3 separate regions of the Mus musculus genome follow, and all the other regions are linked to region 1. A link is a contact called in public promoter capture Hi-C data. All regions are on one chromosome and are shown on one strand. The core of a region is the stretch at or near the end of the contact, and the rest is flanking DNA. Distances in the headings are between cores, read along the strand shown.

Region 1 (4,191 bases), core at 316-2,815:
GGGCGTGGGGGGGGAGGGGGGGACTCCAGGGAAGGATGGTGGGGATAAGTTGGGCTTTGTTTGTGTTGAGTCCATCATGGCTGCTGCCTAAGAACTTCTCCATCCACAGCGCACAGCCACAAAGACAAACTTTGCTTGCCTAGTGGCCTGGTGCTGTATACGACAGTGTGGGAGAAGCTGTCAGCGTTGCTGGAAACTGTCTCATCTCTGTTCTTTGGGGGAGAGATGTAGAGTATAAGAAGCAGGCTGCTGGAATGGCCACTTAGGGAGGATTTAGTCAGCCTATCGGTTGTGTGTTTGTAAGTACTGGGGACAGAACCCAGACCTTGCACACAGGGTATAAGTGCTTACCAATGGGTTATCTCCTGGTCCCATTTCATTTTGTATTGAGATAGGCTAGCCTTGAACTTCTGATCCTCCTGCCTCTGCCTCCCAAATAGTTGAGATCACAAGGATAAACCAGTTTGTCTTGGTAACGTTTTTCATTTTGAGACATGGTCTCATTATGCAGCCCTGGCCGACCTGGAATTTGCTTTATAACCTAGACTGTCCTGGAACTCACAGAGATCCACTTGCCTCTTCCTTCAGGGGCGGGGATTAAAGGTCTGCTCCACCACACCTCTGTGTGTGTGTGTGTGTGTGTGTGTGTGTGTGTGTGTGTGTGTGTGTGTGTGTGTGTGGTTTTGTTTGTTTTTAAATGACAGCACTCACTTGGTCTGATGGTGGATACTGTTTGTTTGTTAAGCGTTCTTAGAAAATGACCATCAGAAAATCTCAACTTGGAAAAAAGTAACAGCTTTTCAGGACAGTGCTCCCCACCTCCAATAACCAAAGACAATGCTGAAACAAACAAACAAACAAACAAACAAAACAAGGTTCTAGAAGATGGGGCAAAGAAGATGCTAGCCAACAAGCTGGAGTAGAATTCTCAGGAGTCAGCAAAGGGACAGTTTAATTATAAAAGGATGGCCAATTTAGGGAGGGAGAGAGCATACCCGGAAAGTATCTAGAGGTTTGAGAACAGGGGGAACTTTTTAAAACTCATCACAGTTTATTTAGTCATTATTTGTTTATCTATTTATTATCTCTCTGCGTGAGTGTGTGAGTGTGTGTGTGTGTGCCACAGCGAACATGTAAAGGTCGGAGGACAACTTGAGGGTGTCAGACTCTATCATGTGGTTCCCAGAATTGAACATAGGGTTTAGCAGCACATGCCTTTACCCGCTGAGCCATCTCTCCTGTCAGGGACTTCTTTAAGCTTAGAAACTGGGGAAGGTGACATTGGAATGCACAGAACGAAAAGGCAGTAGTGAGGTCTGGAAATGACAATAGTGCCAGGCTGAGGTCACAGATGGAGAACGAAGCGGAGATGCTAGAGGATGCAGGGCAGCTACGTGTGTAGCAGAAGGACCAAAAGCGCCTGGGCGGAGCAGTTGGCAGACAGCCTCGCGGGAGGCAGAACCTGGCCGCGTCTCAGCCACAGCCGCAGCATCTGGGTTGGATGCTCTTCCACGCTGGGAGGATGCGCCTGGGCAGCCGGTGAAACCAAAAGAAACCACGCAGAGATCATAGCAAGGGCACAGTGCCCAGGCCTCGGAACCATGAAGCGCACGGACAGCGGGTCCATCTGCCACCACGCGCCGCCGCCGTGCTGGGCTCACCACGCACCTCGCCAGTCTCCACGGCAGCCCTCCAGCCGGGAACGAAGACCCCCAGAGCGGGCTGGGAGCTGGGCGGTGGCGGCAGAGGAGGAGGAGGCAGCCTCGGCGGCACCCTGGATGAGGTAAGACGTGGCCAGCATCTGCCGCGGGAGCAGGGGAAGCTGCGGCGCTTGGGTGCTGGTGTGCTGTGGTACAGGGGTGCTGGTGCACGGTTCGCTAGACAGGGCTGGGGGGCTTGGCAGGAGATCTATGCTGTCACGGGAGGTTACTGGGGAAGGTTTGGCGAGCACGCTAGAGATGGGGGGCCCAGGAGCGAATAGGATCGACAGGACAGGGTTGAGCATAGCTGGGAGGTGCAGCTGATGATGCACAGGAGAAATGGTGGGAATCCAGGTTTCTATCCTAAGGTCTTTGCTTGATCTGTACCGATGTGGGTGAGGCTGGAGGCAACACCTGCTGGGCTGAGCCAAAGGAAAGGTGACTCAGGAGCTGGGCTAGTTAGGGGATTTGCAGAGCTCTCATCTTTGCCTTTTTTAGTCTCTTCTTCCTTGGATATTTATTTATTTGCCTTAGCTGGAAACAGCAGGGAGATTGGTGATGCCCTTTTCTTCCTTTGAAGCACTGGAGCCCGGCCTGGGCCTGTTGGCTGGATGCTCTGGGCCGCTAGCTCCACCTGAACCCAGACCCTTCCTCCACTCTGGCCTAGAAAACACCCGGCAGATTAGGTCCCGTGTTCGTCATGTAGCAACAGCAAGATGAAAATCTGTCATATTAATATTTCCAAAAGAAGAGACAGATTGTATGGCTGCCATTTTTAAAGTAAGCACGTCTTTGACATAGAATTTTTAGCTCCTCCCTCTGTACCCCCCTCCCTGCCCCCCCCCCCCCCCCCCCCCCGTGGAATGCCAGTACTTATCATTCAAATCGAAAGGCAATGGTGGGTTCAAGTCTTTACTTTGCCTTTAACTAACTGGGACTTTTCTAGGCCTCAGTTTCCTATGAATGGGATCGGGGTTTGGATTAGAAGAGTTTTGACCTCAGAGTGGAAGGGTTGCTGGGTTTGTATTGCATACTCCGGAGTCGGCTGGATCTGTGAACTAGAAAATAGAGTCTGTCTATTCAAAGAAACATAATTGCTTTCATTCATTGTACTACACCTATTTATGCAAGAAAATGTAGTCAAAGATTCGATTATACAGTAGTTAAAGGGATCATCATGTTTCTATTAAGAAATGCATAATAAATTATTGGAATTAAAGGATGAAGCAAGAGACATCCATATACATATATAGTGAAACTTTAGCCCAAATGTAATTATGTTTTAAAAATGTGAGTGAACTTTGACCAAAAATAAATCTGTATATTCACATACACATGCTTCTAAAATTTCATAGCTTCTCCCCTGCTCTCTATATAGTAGCGGAACTTTTTATCTGGAAAGAAACACTCATCATAGAGGGTGACCTATCTCACTGTCATTGACAATAGACATTTCGTAGGGCTAACTAACATATGTTTCTCTAAATTATGGCAGTAAGGTGTTGCAATATGATCTTCTTACATAGCCCAGGCTAGCCTCAAATTCATGATCTTCCTGCCTCAGCCCCCTCAGTTGCCTCAACTGATATTATAGGCTTGCACCCTGCTGTCCATATCTATGTAATGAGCCAGCCTGGGCCACATGGCAAAATTATGTCTCAAAAACGAAAAACAAAACCCCAAATCCCGTAAATAATTAAATAAGAAATCCTAATTATCCCATCATTGTTTATGTTAACTAAAAAGCAAATAACTGTAATTTCAAATAAAAATCAATAAAAAGCCAAATCAAAGCTGCGCAGTGGTGGTGCATGCCTTTAAGCCTGGCTCTCAGGAGGCAGAGGCAGGCAGATCTCTGTGAGTTTGAGGCTAGCCTGGTCTATAGAGCAAGTTCCAAGACAAGCAGGGTTATTTCACAGAGAGACTCTGTCTCTGAAAAAACAAACAAACAAACAAAACAAAAAAAAAACAGAACTAAAACAAAATATAAACATTCTAGGAGCTGGAAGCAGACTTTCCACAGCAGCTGTAAGAGCAGAGGTCTAATAGATGCTACTGTGTCAAAGGTTCTAATGGATGCTACTGTGTCAAAGGTTCTAATGGATGCTACTGTGTCAAAGGTTCTAATGGATGCTACCTTGTCAAAGGTTCTAATGGATGCTACTGTGTCAAAGGTGGGTGGGGGAGTCATGGTTTCCTGAGTCTCAGCTGGTCAACATCAGTGGCTACTACCCTTGTTTAACTTGTGCTGTTGGTTGAGTAGTGATGGTGATGGCTAGAACTTATCTTGATGCAAATGACTTCTGGAGCCTCAGCTCTAAACTATGGACATAACATTATAGCGTGGAGCAAACGTTAAAGCAGCCAGATGGATGGAGAAAAATAAAATCAAAGATGGTCTCTTCCTGGAAAGCTGGCTGAGTCCTGTGAGGCGGCAGTGTGGCATTACTTAGAAAATGTGTCAGAGTCCTGCCTTCAACCTAACTGTTTC
Region 2 (4,457 bases), core at 832-3,331, 220 kb before region 1:
TCACTTTTCTGTTTCTGTCACACGTGTTCTGTCACCAGAGACTGCTGCCCCTCCTGGCACTGCCATGTATGTGTGCAGAGCTCTGCCTCACACGTGTTCTGTCACTTTTCCTCAGTCAAGGTTTTACGTTTCTATCTCTAGTTAATCGCAATTAGCTGGGATATGAATGGACTGCTAGTTTAATGTTAAACTGATTTTAAAAAATAGACACTTTGGTTTCATCCTTAGAACAGAGCCCACTCACTTTCTTCCTCCGTAAGTAGTCTGTAAGCAAGAATTTACTGCCCTCCAGAAACTGAGAAAACACTTTGGTGACTCCCAGTCCAGACCAGTGGTTTTCAAACTTTACTGTAAGAACGTCTCTTTGAAATGTGGTTTTATGGTCCAGTGGTTAAGAATGCTGACTGTTCATACTGAGGACCAGAGTTCAGCGCCCAGCACCCATGTTAGATGGCTCAAAAGTGCTCAGCTCCAGCTCAGGAAATCCAATGTCCTCTTCTGGCCTTCGTAGGCACCAGAAATAAATAAATAAATAAATAAATAAATAAATAAATAAATAAACAAACAAATAAATAAATGAATGAATAAATGTATGTTTTTTTGAAACAGTGACAACAAATTTCTAGGCCGCATTGCCATAGACTATGATGGCCTGGCCTGCCAACCACATTTCATACGATTTATGTGGTTCAGACACCAGAGTCTCTAAAAATATAGGTCCTGGCAGTACCTGAAATCGAAGTGGACGTGATCTTGCCAGAACACACCTGCGGCTAAATTTTGAAGGCCTGTCTGCTATAGCCTTCATCACCGTTGTCTTATGCTGTATATGTATATAGACTAAGCATACAGATGTCTTTTTATATTTCTAATAGTTGAGAATTAACATTCTCCCTATAGTATTGGGAGTGAAATCTAGCAACTATTATGAAGGAATTTATGAACTTCAAGGACACAGTGTTCTAAATCAGGTTTAAAAGTCTTTTTCTAAAATTAATTTAAGAAAGAATAACACTATATTTATTTAGTTCAAAAAGTTCCAAATAAAAGAGACACACCCTTTAAAGTAAGGCATTAGCAGGCTGCCAGCCTCCATGCACAGTGAACCATCTCTGGTGGCTCCTGTGGTAAAGACCCACAGTCTGGGATAGCTGCCATTTTCCTCTGTATGTCTTGCCTCAGTCTTCCAAGTGTTCAACATGAGCCACCTCATTCTTTTTTATCTTTTTTTTTTTTTCTGTTTCTTTTTCTTTTTGTTGTGGTACTGGGATAAAACTTAGGATCTGCAAGCACTCTTCCCAGCTCCTCATTTGCCTTTAAACAATTTCAAAGATAAAGTTTTAAGCCATTTTCATGTGCATTTGCACCATCCCTACTTGTGCAGCCTGTGTGTAGGTTGGCAGCTACTTCTGTAGTGTTCTTCTATAGTTGTCACACAGTGTCCACTGGGTATCAGAAATGGCTAGTGTCAGCTCTGCACCTTGTGGGGCTAAGCGTTGATCAACATGAGAATTACTGCATGTTTCTTACTATTTACAGTAAATTAGTTAGTGTATAATAGATGCCAGCGTGCTGCAGTGTGGACCTCGGGTTCTAGGCTGGATATGACAGCATGCTGCAGTGTGGACCACGGGTCTAGGCTGGACAGCAGAAGTTGTCTATTCATTTGCCAATGTGTCCTGAGAACTTCTCCTGCGATAACTACTGCCAAAGGATGAGAAAGAGGGTCCCAGCCCTGGGAAGAGTGCATGGGCTCTCTGTAGCTCACTGGCTTATCCAGCACCATCTCTGCAGCCATATTCGTTAACTGAGCACTGCACAACTCCATTTATGGATGGTGAGGAAATGTAGGAAGACAGTAGATCTGGGGTAGGCTGGGCTTTTTGTTTGTTTTCTGGAAGACTTAGTTTGTTTTTGGTTTGTTTTACTTTTTGGGTTCTGTTGTTCTTGTAGTTTGGGTTTAGTTTTTGGTACTTGGGTTGGAACCCAGGGCCTCATGCATGCTGGGTAAGCACTCTACTACTGCGCTTGGCCTCTCTGCCCCGTTCTTGTTGTTTGCTTTTGTTGTTTGCCTTTTCACTTTTCATTCTGAAACAAGCTCTTACTAAGTTGGGCAGCTGACTTGAATTCAGTCCGTGGTCCAGGCAGACCTTGGACTTGTGGCCATCCTGCATGAGCTTCTACAACAGCTAGGATTATGGGTGTCTGCCACCAGGCTGTAACCCAAACACCACCAGGGGCTTTAGAAAATGAAAAGGAGTTTATAGGATCACATGATGCCTGACTTTCTCCCATGTAATCAGAACATGTAGAGCTCCTGTGAGAATAAAGAACAGCCTTAGGAAGAGAAGAGACAAAGGCCTCCCTCGGATATTCTAAAGCTCCTATGAAAACAGCAGGGGAAATGATTAAAATAAAATAGAAGGAAAAGCCCCAAATACTTCACAGTTATGGCTCATGACTCTTAGACATTTCCAGCAACCGATTTACAAAACAGCCTCTTGGACCAGAAAACAGTTCCCAAGAAGGGGGCACCACCCAGCAACCAAAACATTCCATCTCTTGGTTATGTGGTTTCATGCTACACCTTATGTTTATTTTAGAGTATTTTTAGCCTATGTGCCCCCTCTTTGACCCCGTTGATTTGCTAAATGTTAAAAACAGACAGAATATGATTCCCTGACATTTAAAAAAACTAAAACCGGTGAGAAGCCTTACATAAATCCCAGAAGAAACCGTAACAGGCTCCCCCTTGGCCATGTAATGGGAATGAGCCTGGGCTCTGGCGTAGACGCCTGGGAAAGACCCTGATTGCAGGGCACTGGGAACATCACCCTGCGTCTCTCGCTCTCTGCCCTCTCCTCAGTACCACAGGAACAGTAGCATCTATCCCAACTAAGTGAGGTGAGACAGCATCTTTGGTTCCTAGCTCAGAATAAGCCGTTCATACAAATTGGGCATTTTCTTCCTGTTACACTTAACAGGTCTGTGTATTTAGTCAGCTCCCACGTATTTGAGAGAACAGTTTTCAGGATGCCCAAATTCATCGGGCTACCTCAGTGGGTCAGGGCATGAAACCTTCACCACACTGGCGTCTCAGTCACCAGGAAGAACTGAGATCCACCAAAGCCACAAAAGTTCCTGACATGTCATACCGCTGGCATAGAGGAACTGGGTACCTAGCACTCTCTTCACCTGGCTCTGACTGTCCTTAGGCTCTGCCAAAAGCTCTGAAGTGGGCTACACACCTGGGGAGCAGATGACCATAGGGCAGTTACTAAAGGGTAATATTATATATGTCTGCACATGTGTGGTAATGTCCAGAAAAAGCAGAACACACAGTGTATCCTAACAATGGGACTGTCACCGATATGAGGTATCAGTGAGGGCCCAGGCTTCCTCTGGAGCCTCTACGATAATTTTTCCAGAAACATAAATGACAAAGTTAATGTTAACAAGGAAAAGGAAGAAGAGAGAATGTGTGGATTATACTTCACCTATGGGCACATGTGCAAACTCTCTAGAGGTTCATACCTAAGGAAGAGTCACAATGCAGAATAATTCTAATCTACTTTCTTTTCATGGGCAAAAAGATCTTGCTCACTGTAGACAAACTATGTGGTGGTCTCCTCAAGTTATGCCCTCCCCAAACAGGCTCCCGGGAGAGGCGAGACCCCAGGGTGAGCAGCCAGTGTTTCCATGCACGTTTACCTTGGACACAGCCTTACAGAAGGCACTGGCCTCTGCCTGTGGGGAAGCAAAGGTGGCTTTGCAGGCATTAACCCAAGCACGGGGATGGAAAGTTACCATCTGCTAGGAAGTCTCAGGGAGCAAGACACGCGTGGCCTGAAACGCTAAAGGAAAGGCTGTGTTTCCACTTAGGAAGGTCTGGAACAGAAAGAGAAGTACAGAGCAGACTGCAAACCTTCCAGAGACGATGAGAAACAGGAAACAGGTGAAAAAGTGATTTTCACTGAGGGACCCCTTTCCCAGCTTGATGGGGCTAAAGGAGGCCCCCTCCAAAGACAAGGAGTGTTACCTGTGAATCCCGGAGAGCACACACAGCTGTAGCGATTGATGCCGTCCACACAGACTCCGTGCATACAAGGGTTGCTGGCACAGTCATCAAAATTAATTTCACAATTAAGGCCTGTAAAGAGACCCAGAGAAATGATTCTGTGTTACCACAGGAATGTCAGCACTTCCGCCTGTGGTGCTACTCAGTCAGAAGTCTGTAGGGGATCCAGGCCATCCGATCAGAACAAAGCGACGCATCGCCAAGTACAGTCCACAGAAGCCAGAACTGAGAAGCCAAGAGGACTGGATTACTCATACTTAGCCATGATTTGTCCCTTCTACTCTGTTGTCATGGAAACGGTACAAAGGCAATATAGGCAAAACTGTCAGCATCTCTGCCAGGATCCAGGCTGCAGGCCCCAACCAGATGGACACATATC
Region 3 (4,337 bases), core at 774-3,273, 250 kb after region 1:
CCACTGAGTGTTACCTTGACCATGATGTAGCAGAACAGTCAGGAAGGTTTGAGCGTTTTTTGTCAGATGTCATAAATTTGTTTTTTGTTTTTAATGGGCACGATTCCAAATTATAGAAACATGCCAGAAAACTCCAGAGAAAGAAGGACCCAGAAAGAATCTGGGCTACTCATGTTGGTTTGTAAGCAAGGGGATTTGTAGAAAGTGAAGGTGAGAAACGCACTTGCCTAAGAGCGCAAGTTAAGCTGTGCTGGAGCAAGGACCACCATTCAAGGCATTGCTCCTCATGCAGTGCTCTTCCCTCTTACCAGAGCTGACGTCTCTGCGTCCCCGCTGGCTGCCCAATAACTACTTCACTGGGTTGCCACGAGCACATTAAATAGCGCATGGTAAAGCATCCAGGAGCTGAGCGACAGTGGACAAGGAGATTTGAAAGGTCTGACTCCCACCAGCCTCCCTCATCAGTTTTTATTAAAGCCAGCATGATAGGAAGGCATGGTAAACGCCCTAGCAGATGGCTTCCTGCTTCTTCAGCAGGATGTATCTGATAGAGAGCGTTCCTTGAACATTTCCCAAGTACCAAGAGGGCAAGAGTCTTTGTGTCATATAAATCTACATCTATTTCAAGCTAGTCCTGACAGGTGACACAGGTAAATGAAGCTTCGTAATTCATTGACCCGATGAACAATTTCAAACAGGAAGAAAACAAAATCTCTTACCTTGAATTGGATATATTTGAGAAGGTCAAATTCTTTGGCATACATCCTGAAATACTCTAGGACCTGGGAGTTGTGCATGTAGTTAGGGTAATGATCTGGGATGGGGTAGTCACTGAAACACATCATTTCCTTGGAGGTGTTGATGACCACGGACTGGTAAATACTGGCCCTGCCTTCCTCAGGGGCTTCCTGTGACAAATAAGAAGTACTTATGGCAATGTGAGAATCAACTTCATGAAACATAAGTAGCCAATGAGCATTTAAAAGCGTATCTAAGTGAAACACACACACACCTACAATGTTGCATCTATGTAAGAACATTAAAAGTATCAGGCCTATTATAACTTTAAACGAAAAAGTAATATACATACCATGAAATTAAATGTACATCCTAGTCATCTAGTATACATTATATACACCTATGTTTATATAATTACATACTGTACAACCTCTCCCTTGTTTAATATATCTCTTTAGAGTACACTGTATTAATTATATATAATTTGTGCATATAATTTGAATAGGAAAATAATTTATAAAGGTAGAATTTTTTTCTTTCATTTTTATTAAAATATTTATAAAACACAAGAAAGGAAAACTCTCAGCAGACTAGTACAGAGAGACACTTCCTCAAGTCAATAAAAACAATTTAAAACAGGCAAGTAGATAACAGCACGCTTAACGGCAAGAGACTGAGTGCTTTGATTGGATGAGGAACACAAGGATGTCCTTTGGGGCCACTTTCAGAGAGCACTGTACTAAGAAGCCCTAGCTGTGTGCCCTACAAGTCATGAAAGGAAATAAAAACCAATTTTGTGGCCCATTACATGAATGTCTATGTAAAACATGTCCCAAGGAATAAAACACTAACCCTGAAGCTACAGGATACAGCCAGGCCACAGAAAAGCTGGCAAACCCAAGTCACCAGGGCTGAGAGGTGCTCAGCATGAGGACTTAAGTTTAATCCTTAGAACCTACATTAAGAAATGCCTGATGGGACAGGCTGGAGAGATGACTCAGAGGTTGAGAGCACTGGCTGCTCTTCCAGAAGTCCTGAGTCCAATACCCAGCATGCACATGGTGGCTCATAACCATCTATAAAGATATCTGGTGCCCTCTTCTGGCATATGTATACACAATACTGTATACATAATAAATAAATCTTAAAAAAACAAAAACCAAAAAAAAAACCAAAAGCCTGGTGTGGCGCCATGTGCTTGCAATTGCAACACCACAGAGGTGCAGACAGCTGAGCCCCAGGGCTCACTGCCAAGCAGTCTCATTCTTAGCAAGTAGAAGCTCATAAAAAATGAACCACGCCTGAGGAGCAACACTTACGATTGCATACATTCAAGCTGTACATGTGTACACTTGTACACACACACACAGAGAGAGAGAGAGAGAGCCAGGCTTGATGTTTATAAGCTCAGTGCTTAGAAGCTGACCTGAAGACTGCTGATGTTCAACGTCAGCATGAACTACATAGTAAATTCAAGGCCATCCTGAACTACAGAGCAAGACCCTCAAAAAACAAGTCAGTAACCTACCTGTATGTCAGAAATGAACCATTGAAAATTTTGATTTTAAAAATACACCATGTCCAAGTCCATCTTGGTCTTAAATGCTTAGGTATTAAAAGTTGTCTAGGGGCTGGAGAGATGGCTCAGCGGTTAAGAGCACTGAGTGCCCGTCCAAAGGTCCTGAGTTCCATTCTCAGCAACCACATGGTGGCTCACAACTACCTGTAATGGGATCTGATGCCCTCTTCCGGTGTGTCTGAAGACTGTAACAGTGTGCTCACACACATACATAAATAAATCTTTTTTTAAAAAAGATGTCTAGAACATGACTAAACTATAAAACACAGATAAAGAAATCAAAGGTAGACATAAATGAAAGCTGTTGTCCTCGTGGATTGGAAGAGTAGATACTGTGTGAAGATCCTGCTCCTCCTGACCTGCCCTGGCAGCACCCCAGCAATGGGGTTCTAGAGACTTCTAGAAAGAGCCAACAGTCCTTAGGTGTGGCTGGTCATAGTAACTTTCTTCCAAAGGCAGAAACGAAGATGAACTTTACACCAGCCAAGCCTGACCAACTCCACTGAAAGCTGTAATACAAACAGGACTAATCATAACAAGGGTCACCCTTGACACGATACAGCGAAAGCATGACTTCACCCCCAGGAACTTCATCAGGTGAGCCATGAGAAAAACACCAGACAAATTCAAAGGAGGCTACTCTACAAAATACTCAACCAGTCTTCCTCTAACCTACCAAGGATAACAAAACCCAGGGAATAAAAGGAACAAAGCAAGAAAATCTACGAAATCATCCAAGCCAAGAGGAGCCTAGAGAGATACAACTACCAAGTCTTAGGGGGATACTGGGATATTAAAAAAAACAAAAACAAAAAACCAAGGCATCAGAAGAAGTAAGTAAATCTAAACAAAGCATGGGTTTATGGGTACTGTCTCACTGACCGTTATAAGTGTGTCACACTAGTGTAAGATGCTAACAATCGGGGAATGAGGCAAGGTCCCAAGAGCTGGGGTTGCAGAGGTGAGCCAACATGCCTGAAGAAAACATAAAAATTAGTATAAAAAAGTGTTAATTATAACATGAAGGAGGCAATACTAGCGAAGGCAAGACAGAAGAGCAGCAGTAGGAGAATCCGAGCAGTGGCATCTGGGAGGGTGCTCATGTGACAGGAGAAACAAGGAAGAGGAGGAAAATATCAGCAGTGGCAGGTGACAAGGAAGGAAAACACCTGAATCTCGGTGATTCATTGCTAAAAAGGGAAGTCCATCATTCTTAACTGGATACGGGGTGCCCAGGGTAGAACCCCAAAGTGCTGGGATCAAGTCTATATAAGATACCTACAATTGACTGATCAATTAATGATCAATTAACTTAATGGCATCCATAGAAGGACAGCAAGACTCCAAATAATAAGCAAGGGGGTGACAGAAATAATTTCAGCAGCTGAATTCTCAGGAAATCACTGAGTATGTGAAATAGTACTTCAGCTTCCACAGCTACGTGACGGACAATGTGAGAACGACGGTTTGTGGCTTCAGGAGCATCCTAAGCAGGCAGCAGGACAGTATCTTCCTCAGGGACATGTGTATGTATGTATGAATGTATGTATGTATGTATGTATGTATGTTTGAGACACGGTCATATATGTATCTCTACCTGGTACTCCCTGTGTATACCAGGCTGGTTGCAGACTCACAGACATCTGCCTGTCTCTGCTTCCTGAGTGCTAAGATCAAAGGCATGAGCCATTGTACCCAGCTAGCATTTTAAAGTCTGTTTGTTTGCTTGTTTAAAATTCACAGAAATCCATCTGCCTCTGCCTCTCAAGTGCTGGGATAAGGAGTGTGGGCCATTACACCTGGTTCAGAAACTGATTTAATACATGCCAGGCATTGTACATGCCAGCTAATACAGGCCATCTCATATATGTCAGGTATCATACATGCCAGCTCATACATGCTAAGCATCATCCATGCCAACTCCTACATGCCAGGCATCATATATGCCAGGCACCATACATGCCAGCTCATACATGCCATCTCATATATGTCAGGTATCATACATGCCAGCTCATACATG

What was found. Promoter capture Hi-C pulls out the DNA fragments that hold promoters and counts their contacts.
Region 2: a promoter capture Hi-C map of liver shows a contact between it and region 1, with 5 times the contacts expected there. The contact joins the enhancer-like site here to the promoter of Pde4dip in region 1. A contact is called at or near these places in 7 of 39 promoter capture datasets (the C10 cell line, embryonic stem cells, hippocampal neurons and 3 more), 1 of 484 Hi-C or Micro-C datasets (nephron progenitors), 2 of 115 datasets of contacts at active chromatin or transcription factors (hepatocytes and liver) and 1 of 9 other capture datasets (adipose tissue).
Region 3: a contact with region 1 is called in a promoter capture Hi-C map of the 3T3-L1 cell line, with 6 times the contacts expected there. The contact joins the enhancer-like site here to the promoter of Pde4dip in region 1. A contact is called at or near these places in 12 of 39 promoter capture datasets (the 3T3-L1 cell line, 3T3-L1-derived adipocytes, the C10 cell line and 8 more), 1 of 15 datasets of contacts at CTCF or cohesin (pro-B cells), 11 of 484 Hi-C or Micro-C datasets (the C2C12 cell line, the G1E-ER4 cell line, the HL-1 cell line and 7 more), 2 of 115 datasets of contacts at active chromatin or transcription factors (bone marrow-derived dendritic cells and embryonic midbrain) and 3 of 9 other capture datasets (adipose tissue, liver and macrophages).

The regions. Positions count from the first base shown.
Region 1 is chr3:97,886,081-97,890,271 of GRCm38.p6, reverse strand. Pde4dip (phosphodiesterase 4D interacting protein (myomegalin)) reads left to right here and starts at 1,565. Exons shown (of 47, transcript NM_001289701.1): 1 at 1,565-1,783. The coding sequence starts at 1,602.
Region 2 is chr3:98,106,740-98,111,196 of GRCm38.p6, reverse strand. It overlaps Notch2 (notch 2), which reads right to left. Exons shown (of 34, transcript NM_010928.2): 12 at 4,040-4,150. Among named protein-coding and RNA genes, the nearest start is that of Adam30, 52 kb to the left of the region's middle. Within about 2 kb of position 2,081, at least 17 of the 459 cell types and tissues checked have an H3K27ac peak or open chromatin away from gene starts, as enhancers often do. A contact at or near this core is called in hepatocytes and liver, where this site is marked.
Region 3 is chr3:97,632,082-97,636,418 of GRCm38.p6, reverse strand. It overlaps Fmo5 (flavin containing monooxygenase 5), which reads right to left. Exons shown (of 9, transcript NM_001161763.1): 3 at 720-908. Among named protein-coding and RNA genes, the nearest start is that of Fmo5, 5.4 kb to the right of the region's middle. Within about 2 kb of position 2,023, at least 27 of the 459 cell types and tissues checked have an H3K27ac peak or open chromatin away from gene starts, as enhancers often do. A contact at or near this core is called in adipose tissue and liver, where this site is marked.